Linked DNA regions of Ctenopharyngodon idella: region 1 is linked to region 2. Evidence: chromatin contacts called from public Hi-C data. All regions are on one chromosome and are shown on one strand. Each heading gives the region's core, a stretch centred on a gene start, on an enhancer-like site or on the middle of the called end of the contact. The rest is flanking DNA. Distances are from core to core; before and after follow the strand shown. Region 1 holds the start of ntn1a (netrin 1a). Region 2 holds the start of stx8 (syntaxin 8).

Region 1 (5,878 bases), core at 2,331-4,830, 140 kb before region 2:
TAACCACATCCTTCAGCATCAGCCTACATAGACTCTGAAACAATGGCAGCAACAACAGGAGCAGTCTTCAGCACGTCTGCAGAGCTTTACTGCCACTAAACAGGAACTCAGAGAGAGATGGTTCAGAAGAACTCAAAGAGGAAGACATGAGCTACATGTGTTCATGAGTGGGAGGAGGTTTAACTTATACACACGCAGCTTTGTTCTTTGATAGATGCCTTAGTTTTATTATGGCAATTTGTCATAAATGGTAAGCTGATCTTAGATATTACAGCTTTTTTTAAAAATACTGAACAATAATTTTAAACTGGCATGTAGATATGTTTAAAATGTTCTCAAACATACAGTTAAGAGTAGGCCTACCACATTATCAAAATCAAAATATATATTTTTTTAAATTTAACTTAATAAACGTAATTTATGTTCTTCTTAATTACTTGGTTTTATTGTCTGAATAGCATAATTTGAATAATAAAATGTCATGGTGTATTTTTTTTTTTTTTTTTACTAAAGTCTAACTGCCGACTCAGACTCTATACTCAGAGTAAGATCGAGTCTTAACTTCCCCCGAGGGCAAAATTTGCATTTTGTACGGTAAGAATGTCTCTCTGTCTGTCTCTGTCACTCTTTGTCTCTTCCCTTCTCAAAAATCACACACATTAGTCAGCTGAATTGTAGCCTAATATAGGTATCACAATGAGTGGAACTCATTGAATATTTTGTGGCTGTTCTAAACAAGGAACTTATCTGATGAGCCTTCCAATCAAGAGGGATCAGGACAGGAAGCTCAGAAATTCTAGAAATTCTATGTTAGAACATGCAATGGAAGATCCACAATAGCAAAAGATATGACAGTTGTTTAATAGGCGATTGGTTTGTATGAGCTTGGCTTAGTGGAAATGAAATACTGCCATCTAGTGGTCCAACCGCTTAGCAGACCAATAAACAGAAAGTAGCCTAAAATGTGTTTGTAGATTCCAGTGGACTGGTGTTGTATGAATAACATTAATGAAAAAAAAAAAAAAAATGAAAAATTGGTACAACTTATCAAAACCAGTAAAACCTTATGTTGAATAGGCTATGCTTTCTGACCTTGAACTTCCTCAAATGGAAGCCAGAAATCTCTTTATACTTTCGGGGGTAGTCTTGGCCTAATGGTTAGAGAGTCAGACTGGTATCTGAAGGTTGCGGGTTCGATTCTCAATAACGGCCTTGAGCAAGGCAGTTGCTCCACGTGGCGTCCCAGCAAACATGGCTGCCCACTGCTCCGGGTGTGTGTTCACTAGGCTACCCTTTACTCATAACGTGTGTGCACTAACTTGGATGGGTTAAATGCAGAGGACAAAATCTGAGTATCCGTTACCATACTTGGCCTTCTCAAATCACTAAAACTAAAATAAGGAAAAGTCTGTAGCCTATTCGTTTGTAATGAATCACTGAAGGCCTATTTGTAGAAATGACTTAAAGGAATGTTTAAGTCAGCTATTTAATAATATAAAACTCTTAAAATAACTCTGATAATATGATCTATGGTTTTGTTTACATTCACATGGATAATCGATATAAATTTCCAGACTTAAATTGAAACGCATTCTGACACCCATGCTATTTGCGCACGCGTCTTCCAACACCATGGTCTGCGTATATCAAAAGCATCGTAAGCCTGAATATATCGTAGAACTATTGCCGCCAATGACATTGTCACCAAGTTTAACTTACGAAGCTTATGAGAAATGCAGCCCTGTTCACTTCCCATCTCGCTCGAACTTGAATCATTCAAATTCAGGCGAAGCTTGACTGACTTCCCTAATACAGATAACCAGTGAATTTGAATGACCGTTTGATTTTATTTATCATATGGTAAAGCTGAACATTGTTATTCCTGAAATGTTTGGAGGCGCTATTTGGCGCATTTAACCTGTGCCCTTGTTACAGTTGAGACATTTTTTATTAAAAATAATCCATATTTTATACTGCACTCAGGGTGAGAATTAAGAAAGTGATCTATCTCGCCCTCTGAAAAGAGTAGGGCCCTAAACTGTTTAATGTAAATATAATCCCACTCCAAAAATGTGGGGGTCATATAATGTTTTGTCATATCGCGGAGTTATCTGGCGCCATAGACGTTCGCGAATAGAATAGCTTTCTCCTGTTGATGTTACCATAGTAACGGTAGACCGCTCGCGTGCTTTTCATTGGATGAGGATCAGTAGCCTAACATCGACACATATTGATGTTGTTTCTTTTCTTTTCTTTTCTTTTCTTTTCTTTCTTTTCTTTTCAAAAATATATAAAATTTGCATATGTAAATATAAATATACTAGCTTTGCATAGGTCTATTGCGACAGTACTTTTTAAAACACTGGATAAAGTAGCCTATATGTCATAAAATATATGCTTATAAAATGCATGCGCTGTAAGAAAAAAAAGTTAGGCTAGCCTACTTGCTTCCCTTTGTTAGGCTACATCACAATTATTATTAATATCTAGGCTAGATATAAAGATAAAATGATTAATAAATACAGTAGGCCTAAATAATGCACACAAAAAAAATCGTTTTGGTTTATGGGTTTGGGTCTGTAGTAATTATATTTTATAGTAATTTTATAGTACAGGTAAAGTATGTTGAGTAAAGGATTTAATCAATTCCACACCTGACCTAGGCTAATTCACAAGTTCACACTTACAAATAATCAGATAGAATGAAACATGCATATTTGGCATGCTGTCCGAGGGGAGGGCTCCTAGCTCGGAATTTTGGCTCGAACCCAGAGTAGGCCTACTCCCCCCATATCTCTGGTTAGAATAGTAACCAGGCAAGTGTGAGGAGACAGGTGGTGGAGTGATGCAGAAAATGTAGGTGAGTCGGCTATATAGGCTTATCTCTTGCTGATTGGTTAGGCAATTTGAACGTGTTCCTCCCGAACTTTGTTAATAGAATATCAATAGAACATGTTACAAATGCGAAGACCTCGTGCAAAATCTGTTTAATTAGCTGATGGATAACCATAAGTTATCAGGTTTGTAGTCGGGTTTGCTTTTAATAAGAACCTCATCTGAATTTGTATTCAGAAGAACAGCATTCAAATGTGTAAATCAAACTAAAGGAAGTCATTACCTTTGGCTGTAAAATAAAAAGGTAGCAAACGAAAACTTTTGTTATCAGAAAATTAAACTCATTGATAAAACCAAATTTAATTTCCCAATTCACAGATGTTTTATAAATGTATAGTTTTTTTAAGTCTCTCTGAAATAACTACAAAAAAAAAAAAAAAACTACAAAAAAGCATTATGTTTATCTTCTTCTCTAAACTATAGTCTCTCTGCTCTATAGTTTTTTTTTTTTTTTTTTTTTTTAAATAAATGAAATATGCGCCACAATTATAGAGCAAAGGCATTAAATATTAACTAAATTAGCCCACAAATTAAACCTCTATTCTGTTCAATTCTGTTCCATGTCTGCTCTGGTTTTATTGATAATCTACCAGTGGATGTCGTTGTTCTCTCTAGTGTCACTGCTGGAGATGAATGAGCTCAAAGCTCTGCGTAAAAGACGCGTCCGACCGACTCTTTCTCCATAGAGCAGAGAGAGGGAGAGAGAGAGAGAGAGAGAGAGAGAGAGAGAGAGAGCGGGACAACGTGAGTGTCTCCTATCTCACTAGAGCTCAAACTAACGGGATCTTCTTATATCATGCGCAGAGATTCAAGAACCAGACAAGTGAAAGCGCGTGTCCATTACTCAAGGAAAAAGAGAGCCAGTACGAACTTAGATTGCTTTGTGACTTTTCTGCTTTCGCTGAAGCGTTTGACGGAGGTACAGTGACCTGTGTGGAGATTTCTTCAGCGATTTTCTTTAATTGCGAAAGTGTAGGCTAAACATATTCGGATCTTCCGCAGTGGTTTAGATCAGGTATCCAGGAGTTTGCCCATGAGTTGGAGTCAGATATACAGCAGTTTCATATTTGGCACCGGTTTGATCGTGGTGTCATAGCGGCTTTGGATTGATCTCGCTCAGACTGTCAACTGATTTTCCCCTATTATATCTGCAAACAGTGAACGCATCTTCTCTTTAGAAGCTGTTTTTCAGCTCAGGAGAGCCTGAGGAAGGCGCGAGATGATGTTGAGGGTCTCGGATGCTTTGGTCACTTTGGTGACTCTTTACTGTGTGGTCAACGGGACTGTCGGCGGATACGGCATGAGCATGTTCGCCGCTCAGACCTCCCCACCGGATCCGTGTTACGACGAGAACGGTCACCCCAGAAGATGCATCCCCGATTTCGTGAACGCGGCGTTCGGGAAGGAAGTGCGCGCGTCCAGCACCTGCGGCAAAACACCGAGTCGGTACTGTGTGGTGACTGAGAAAGGAGATGAAAAGCACAGAAACTGCCACACGTGCGACGCGTCAGACCCAAAGAAATATCACCCACCTGCTTACCTAACCGACCTGAACAATCCTCATAATCTCACCTGCTGGCAGTCGGACAATTACATCCAGTATCCTCAAAACGTCACTTTAACATTATCCCTGGGCAAAAAATTCGAAGTGACCTACGTGAGTTTGCAGTTCTGCTCACCCCGACCAGAGTCTATGGCTATCTTTAAATCAATGGACTACGGCAAGTCCTGGGTGCCTTTCCAGTATTACTCGACCCAGTGTAGAAAGATGTACAACAAGCCCAGCAAAGCCACGATCACTAAGCAAAACGAGCAGGAAGCCATCTGCACAGATTCTCACACCGACATGCACCCACTCTCTGGCGGGTTGATAGCGTTCAGCACCCTGGACGGACGACCCTCCGCGCATGACTTTGACAATTCACCCGTACTTCAGGACTGGGTGACTGCCACTGACATTAAGGTGACTTTCAGCCGACTGCACACTTTCGGAGACGAAAATGAGGATGACTCGGAGCTGGCAAGAGATTCCTACTTTTACGCCGTGTCAGACCTGCAGGTCGGAGGCAGATGTAAGTGTAATGGACACGCGTCACGGTGCGTCAAAGACCGGGATGGAAACCTAGTGTGCGAGTGCAAGCACAATACAGCCGGACCAGAGTGTGACAGATGCAAACCGTTTCACTATGACCGACCCTGGCAGCGCGCAACCGCCAGAGAAGCCAACGAATGTGTCGGTAGGTCCAACTTTTTATTTCTGTGTCATCTCTGGAAAAAGCGCCTACAGCGAGAACATTTCACCAAACACATATCGTTGATCTTTCGTCGCACGTACAATTTGTTTGAGATAAGTTCGAAACCAGCCATGACTGCCAAGTGAAAAGTGCGGGTATTTTCTTTTTAAATTCAAGCATTTCGCATCTAATGAAGGGAACCATTACAGGATAACAATATATAGGCGACAGATTTATGGAGAAAGCGCAATGATTTGGAGGAAGATAAAAAAAAAATCAATTTTTTTTCAAAGACTTGAAATAATGGTAAATAAATAAGGTAGCTACTGTTGTCAGTCCTGAGTTAAACGAATAGAAATTATTACAGTCTATCATGATCTTATAGCCGATTTTTATCAATCTCGGCATCAAACAGCTCGAGGTTTGAATAAATGTAGGAAAATAGAATGAATATTTGAATAATGAAAATTTAATGAATGTTGAACTTTATTTTAAGGTCGACTTTTTCAGTCGATTTTACATACAATTATAGCCTGTAAAAGTTTACACTAAAATAAAACATATGGGAGCTTTAGAAACTTATGTTCGGCTAATGTGTTTTCTGTACGGCTCATTAGGTCAAAAAACGCGTTAAATATATTTAAAAAAAAAAAAAAAAGAAGTTTGCCATTTGTCCAACATAGCTTGTTAAGATGCGCGTTAATGTTTATTTTATAAGCAATGACACAAACTAGATATTTCAATACAGT
Region 2 (5,447 bases), core at 1,998-4,497:
AAAAGATTGAGAACCTCTGTGACTGGACCATAAAGCGTTGAACTCCAGAACTTGATTCATGAGCCATATCAACTGCTTCATTTAAAAAAAAAAAAAAAAAAAAAAAACACTTATTGACTAATTGGACTGATCCTGCTCTTGAGCTACCAGCTCTCTGGAGTGCATGATAATCAGCAAATAAATAATAAATTCAGTTTGACCTATTCCTCTATCATATGACTTCAGAACCCTTGGAATATATTACAGGGTTTGCTTGTTTGTTTGCTTTTTTCTTTCTTTTCTAGAGCTTGAAAGATGAGTTAATTTGCACTGTTGTTTGGAAAGGATGAGCGTGAAAATTTCATTTTGTGTTCCAAATAAAATGGGTTTGAAACTATTTTTGTATGAACAATCATTTAATGAATCTTCAAAACAAACACAACCAACCCTACACAAAAAATAACTAACAGATTACAAATATGATTATAATGTTGATGTATCACATTCTTCCTCTGGAGTAAAATATATCAGGGTCATTCTACAGAAACATCCACTTTTGGTATGGCAAGATGTCTTAAAATGTATTTAAGATGTATTTCTTTTTCTAACATTTAAACTTAGACCACATTATTAGCTTACCCTTTGACTTTATGAATACACATAAATGACAGCTTAATGATTTTTTTTTTTTTTTTTTTTGTGCATTTATTTAAAGACTGCATGTACCATTTTTTTTGTCACTGGTGTTACCTTACTTCTCTGGCAATTTTAAACATTTTTATAAAATATTATTTCTCAATTTTTTCAGCACATGCAGTCATTTACAGAAAAATAATGATAATGCAAAAAAATAAGATTATGTGTTATTTATTTTAATCAGGTTAGTTAATAGTGTGATTGAATGATGTTAGTTCATTTGCGCAACCATGTATTTGCTATAATGAAAATATTGGAAAAACAGTTATAAACAAGTAATGATGCGATCCTTTCAATCTTAATTCTTAAGTGTAGCAGAATTCAATTATGTAAAATTATCATCATGTCACATATAACACATTTTATTTAATGTGACAGACAAAAAACAGTAACACCAGTGACAATTTTCATAAAAAGGTAACACCAGTGCCAATTTTCATGAAAAATGCATTTTATAAAATGGCTGCTGCAAGGTATCAAACCACTCGTTGTCAATCATGGTATACTCACTAAATTAAGGGATTAGTCCACTTTCAAATAAACTTTTCCTGATAATTCAACTTACGGAAAAAATGTAACTGGTGCTGCATTCGTTCCGTAAGTAGAATAGGAAAGGCGTAGGACATACAGCGTAAACTTTTTGGAGAATACGGAAATGCGGTTTTGACGGAAGCACTTAGAAGGCGAACATTTGTTTATATAAAGCATATACATTTACATTTTTTTCGAAAATGACCGATTGTTTCACTAGAAAAGACTCTTATTCCTCGTCTGGTATCGTTTAAAGCCCTTTGAAGCTGCACTGAAACTGTAATTTTGACCTTCAACCGTTTGGAGACCATTGAAGTCCACTATAAGGAGAATAATCCTGGAATGTTTTCATCAAAAACCTTAATTTCTTTTCGACTGAAGAAAGAAAGATATGAACATCTTGGATGACATGGGGGTGAGTAAATTATAAGGAAAAGTTTACTTAAAAGTGGACTAATCCTTTAAGTAGTTTAATCCATTTGTATTCTAGTTTTTAAAATTCCCTAACAATAAAGTAGGTCATACCAGTGACTTCAACTAAAAGCTTCATATGAAATTATGATTTTCTAATTAAAATTTCTGATAACTGAAAAGAGATAGTGTACTTTCCATTGGCCTTTCTTCATTGATCTTCAGGAAATAGGAAGTCAAGTGATGTCATCAGTGTGATTTTTTTATTTCAAAAATAAGAGATTTTTGTTAAAGGTAACACCAGTGACACAACTTCAGGGGACCAGTACTTTGATTAAATATTTCATAATATTTATTAAGCATTGGTTTTTGTTTTTAATGTCATTTACATCATATATTTGATAGTTATGTATACATTATTGTATTTTAAATGGTAGAAAAAACTGTTTCTGACCTCAAAATAAAGCACTTTCCCTCTGTACATGACTGTGGGGACGAGCACTTCTGTGTTGGTTGGAATTTTTATAATTAATTAAAAAACAAATATTGCCCCATTGATGGCTCAAGAAGGTTTAACTGTTCAAATAACATATTGTTTCATTTTAAAATATAAAAAAAATTGTAATCCTAAAGTGTTTTTCAAGTGTAATATTTCTGTAAAGGCTAGGGACAGAAAAGTGGACGTTTCTGTAGAATGACCCAACAACATACTTATCTCTCAACATCTTTGGATTCCACTCTCAGGATTTGTGCATGAAATTAGTATTCATTTTTCTGAAAAGGATACATCTGCCTTTGAGCAGCAGCTCGATTCAGCGTCTCCCTGAGCTGTGCTATATTCTGTTTGAGCTTCTGTAATGATGCTCTCAGGGTCATGTTCAGCTACAGAGACAGACACACAAGAGAGACATTACAGCATAAAGAGCACTGACACAGAGGGCTCAACTTTAACATAATTATGAAGAATGAAACCCTGTCTTTACCTTGGCTGGATTTCCTCCAGTTCTCTGCTGTCTGTTTCTTTCATGGATGTTTTCCGCAATTTCTTGAGCCAGCCGACAAGCTGCATCATAATTCTGCAACCTAAATAAAACAAAAATGGCAGTTTTGTCAAACAATTTTACACCTATGACATTATGCTAATAGTAGGAGATCATAAAATGTGTGTTGCAAGTAATTTAATCACAAGATTGTCATCAACACAATCATGTGACACAAGTCTCAGCTAACCAGCCTGGCAACATTTTTACGTGTTTTTTCGCCGCTTAAAAATCACATATATGTACACAAATACATAGTAATTTACTAAAGTATGGGATATAATGAGCCATAAAGGAAATTAAAACAGCTGTTTTCAGTCCCAGCTGATGTGGCTGCTACAGACCCACCGAACTAAAAAGCGAATTGAGTTTTCTTAACTCTACTGTACTGACTGTAGACCTCAGATGTCAATAAACGATAACTGTATAAAATGCTTACCAGAAATCCTGTGACATATTGCGGCACTTTTGTTTCAGTTATAACAAGCGTTTATATAGAAACTCACTGCAAAATCACATCAACAAACTGCGCTGTGTTAGTTCCTGTTTTGGCATGACGTCAGACGGTGGCCTCCAACAGACAGACTTCATTCGGTAACAATTCATTCACATAATAAGAAAGCAAATAAAACTTTTTCTATTTGTGAGTCCTTTAATATATTTACATAATGTTTAGCCTCCCCCCTGGCAGTCTGTTTTTCTATGTGTATATGTATTGTTGTAGTTTTGACTGTACATTGACTTTGTTTGTTTGAAGTTTAATAAAAAATAAAAGGTAAAAAAATAAATACATTTGATAATGAGATACTAATAACTCACGTTCACTTTGTTCCACTGGGTGGCGCTTACATTAATATTCATGATATGACACTATTGTGGGCATGTCCTTGAGACAACACGCAAACGAATGGAACTGAAAATATTAGTGCACGCTCCTCAAATCACAAGTGTTTATGAATTATTTCGAAGATAAGGAAATAAAAGTTTCAATATTAGGCATAAACTGCAACAATTCAAATGTTCAAAAAATGCATAGTTTGTGTAACAAATCGTCTAAGCTGCTTTGCCTGATTGATTAAATGCATTCAGATAAATAGGTAACATAGTAAGGATAGCCTACAGCAGAGCAAACATGAGCGAATAACCTATGCTAGTCTAGGCTAATTCAGTTTTTTACTCTGATGTGTTTAGCTTTTTTTATTTGTGAGGCTTTAAAATTTATTTGAATAGTTTGATTAGTCTACTTCCTTTATCGTCATTTGGTGACTACAGTACTGCGTGTTGACAGCAATGCTTGAAATGAACCTCTACAAATGTATCTGTTGCCTAATAAAAGTGTATAAGCTAGTCTGAGTAATTCTGAGTCTTGAACTGTAAACTCCCAAGTGTCAGCTTTCTAAATATATTTTGATTATGTGTCTATCCAGAATGATTTATGAGCAGCAACCTTTTAATTTTGAGTAGGCTATGTCATTTATGCCCCACTTGCCAAAATAGGGGTGGCATGGTAAGGGGTTAAGCCCAGTACCAAGTCTCCTTCATCGCGGATGGTCCCGCCCAGCTTCCCTCTTCCTCCTCTACTGCCAAAGCCATTCACTTCATTAGACTCATCTCCGCTGTCTCCCTTCAGCTTCTCAGCTCCTCCAGTGGTTCAGCTATGCTGCACGGATCTGCCAGGGGCTTCCAACTCATCAGACCCGCTTTGACTCATGGATCCCTCAGCTCCTCCTCAAGCCTCCACGTCCCGGCCGGACTCCACCTCTACCATGACTGTCATCCTTCAGGCTTCACCTTGGTCCATCATCACTCTGGCTTCATGTCCTGGCCGGACTCCACCTCAGCTCTCTGACCCATCGGCTCCACCTTGGCTCAACGCTCTCTCGGCTCTACCATGGACTGTCATCCCTCAGGCTTCACCTTGGTCCATTGTCACTCTGGCTCCACCAGCTGCTGCGCCTCAACCTTTCACCCCTCTGGCTCCACCGTGCTCCTCCTTCCCGTGCTCCTCTGTCTCCACTGTGCTCCTCCAGTTCCTTCATTGTCCTCATTAGCACCATCTCAGCCCCAGTCTGCCAAGCACACGCCTACACTTGGACTACCTTGGTCTCCACCTCCATCGTATCCACCTCAGTCAGTCATCTCTATGATTCTGCCTGGCCCCCCTACCAAGGCTCCACCATGGCTCCTCCCTCCATCGTCTCCACCGTGGTCTTTCATGTTATCCTCCTGCTCCTCCCGTTATTGCTCTGGTTGTTCCTGTCTCCGCCCTGGCTTCTCCCACCTTCATCTCCCCCCTGATCATTGTCTCAGTGGTGTCTTCCTCTGCCTGCTCCTCGTCTTCCTCCAGAGCCCCCACACTCCCGCCCTCTCTCCCCTCAGATTGGACTGTATCTCAGCAGGAGGGGGAAGTTGTGTCACAATCGTGTTTAGTTTCACTGTCTTGTTTATTTTCATCGTCATTGCCTAAATTATTGCTTGTTACTATGGTTTCTGATTAGTCTTCACCTGTCTTTCTTGTTTAGTTTCATTATCACTGTTATTGCCTGAGTTTTTCTCATTTGTTATGGTTTCTGATTAGTCTTCACCCGTTCCCCACTCTATTAATTATCATCCTTTGTGTATTTAAAGGCACAGTATGTAGAATTTTCACCGCTAGAGGTCACCTATTCAAAACAAAGGCGTAGCTTGATGATGGCGAGTTTGAGCGCGGAATCTTGGGAGATGTCGTCTTCAACTCACAGGTGGAAAAGAATCGGGACAGGACTCAGGCAGAAATCATGTTCATGGATG

Evidence for each region. Hi-C and Micro-C count contacts between places; a contact is called where the count stands out from the background.
Region 1: a contact with region 2 is called in a Hi-C map of muscle, with 6 times the contacts expected there. The contact joins the promoter of ntn1a here to the promoter of stx8 in region 2. A contact is called at or near these places in 2 of 2 Hi-C or Micro-C datasets (both in muscle).

What each region holds. Positions count from the first base shown.
Region 1 is chr6:15,415,964-15,421,841 of HZGC01, reverse strand. ntn1a (netrin 1a) reads left to right here and starts at 3,580. Exons shown (of 5, transcript XM_051896711.1): 1 at 3,580-5,132. The coding sequence starts at 4,115. pik3r5 (phosphoinositide-3-kinase, regulatory subunit 5) reads right to left here and starts at 132. Exons shown (of 18, transcript XM_051897245.1): 1 at 1-132.
Region 2 is chr6:15,273,271-15,278,717 of HZGC01, reverse strand. stx8 (syntaxin 8) reads right to left here and starts at 3,247. Exons shown (of 8, transcript XM_051896712.1): 1 at 3,097-3,247; 2 at 2,601-2,700; 3 at 2,405-2,499. The coding sequence starts at 3,113.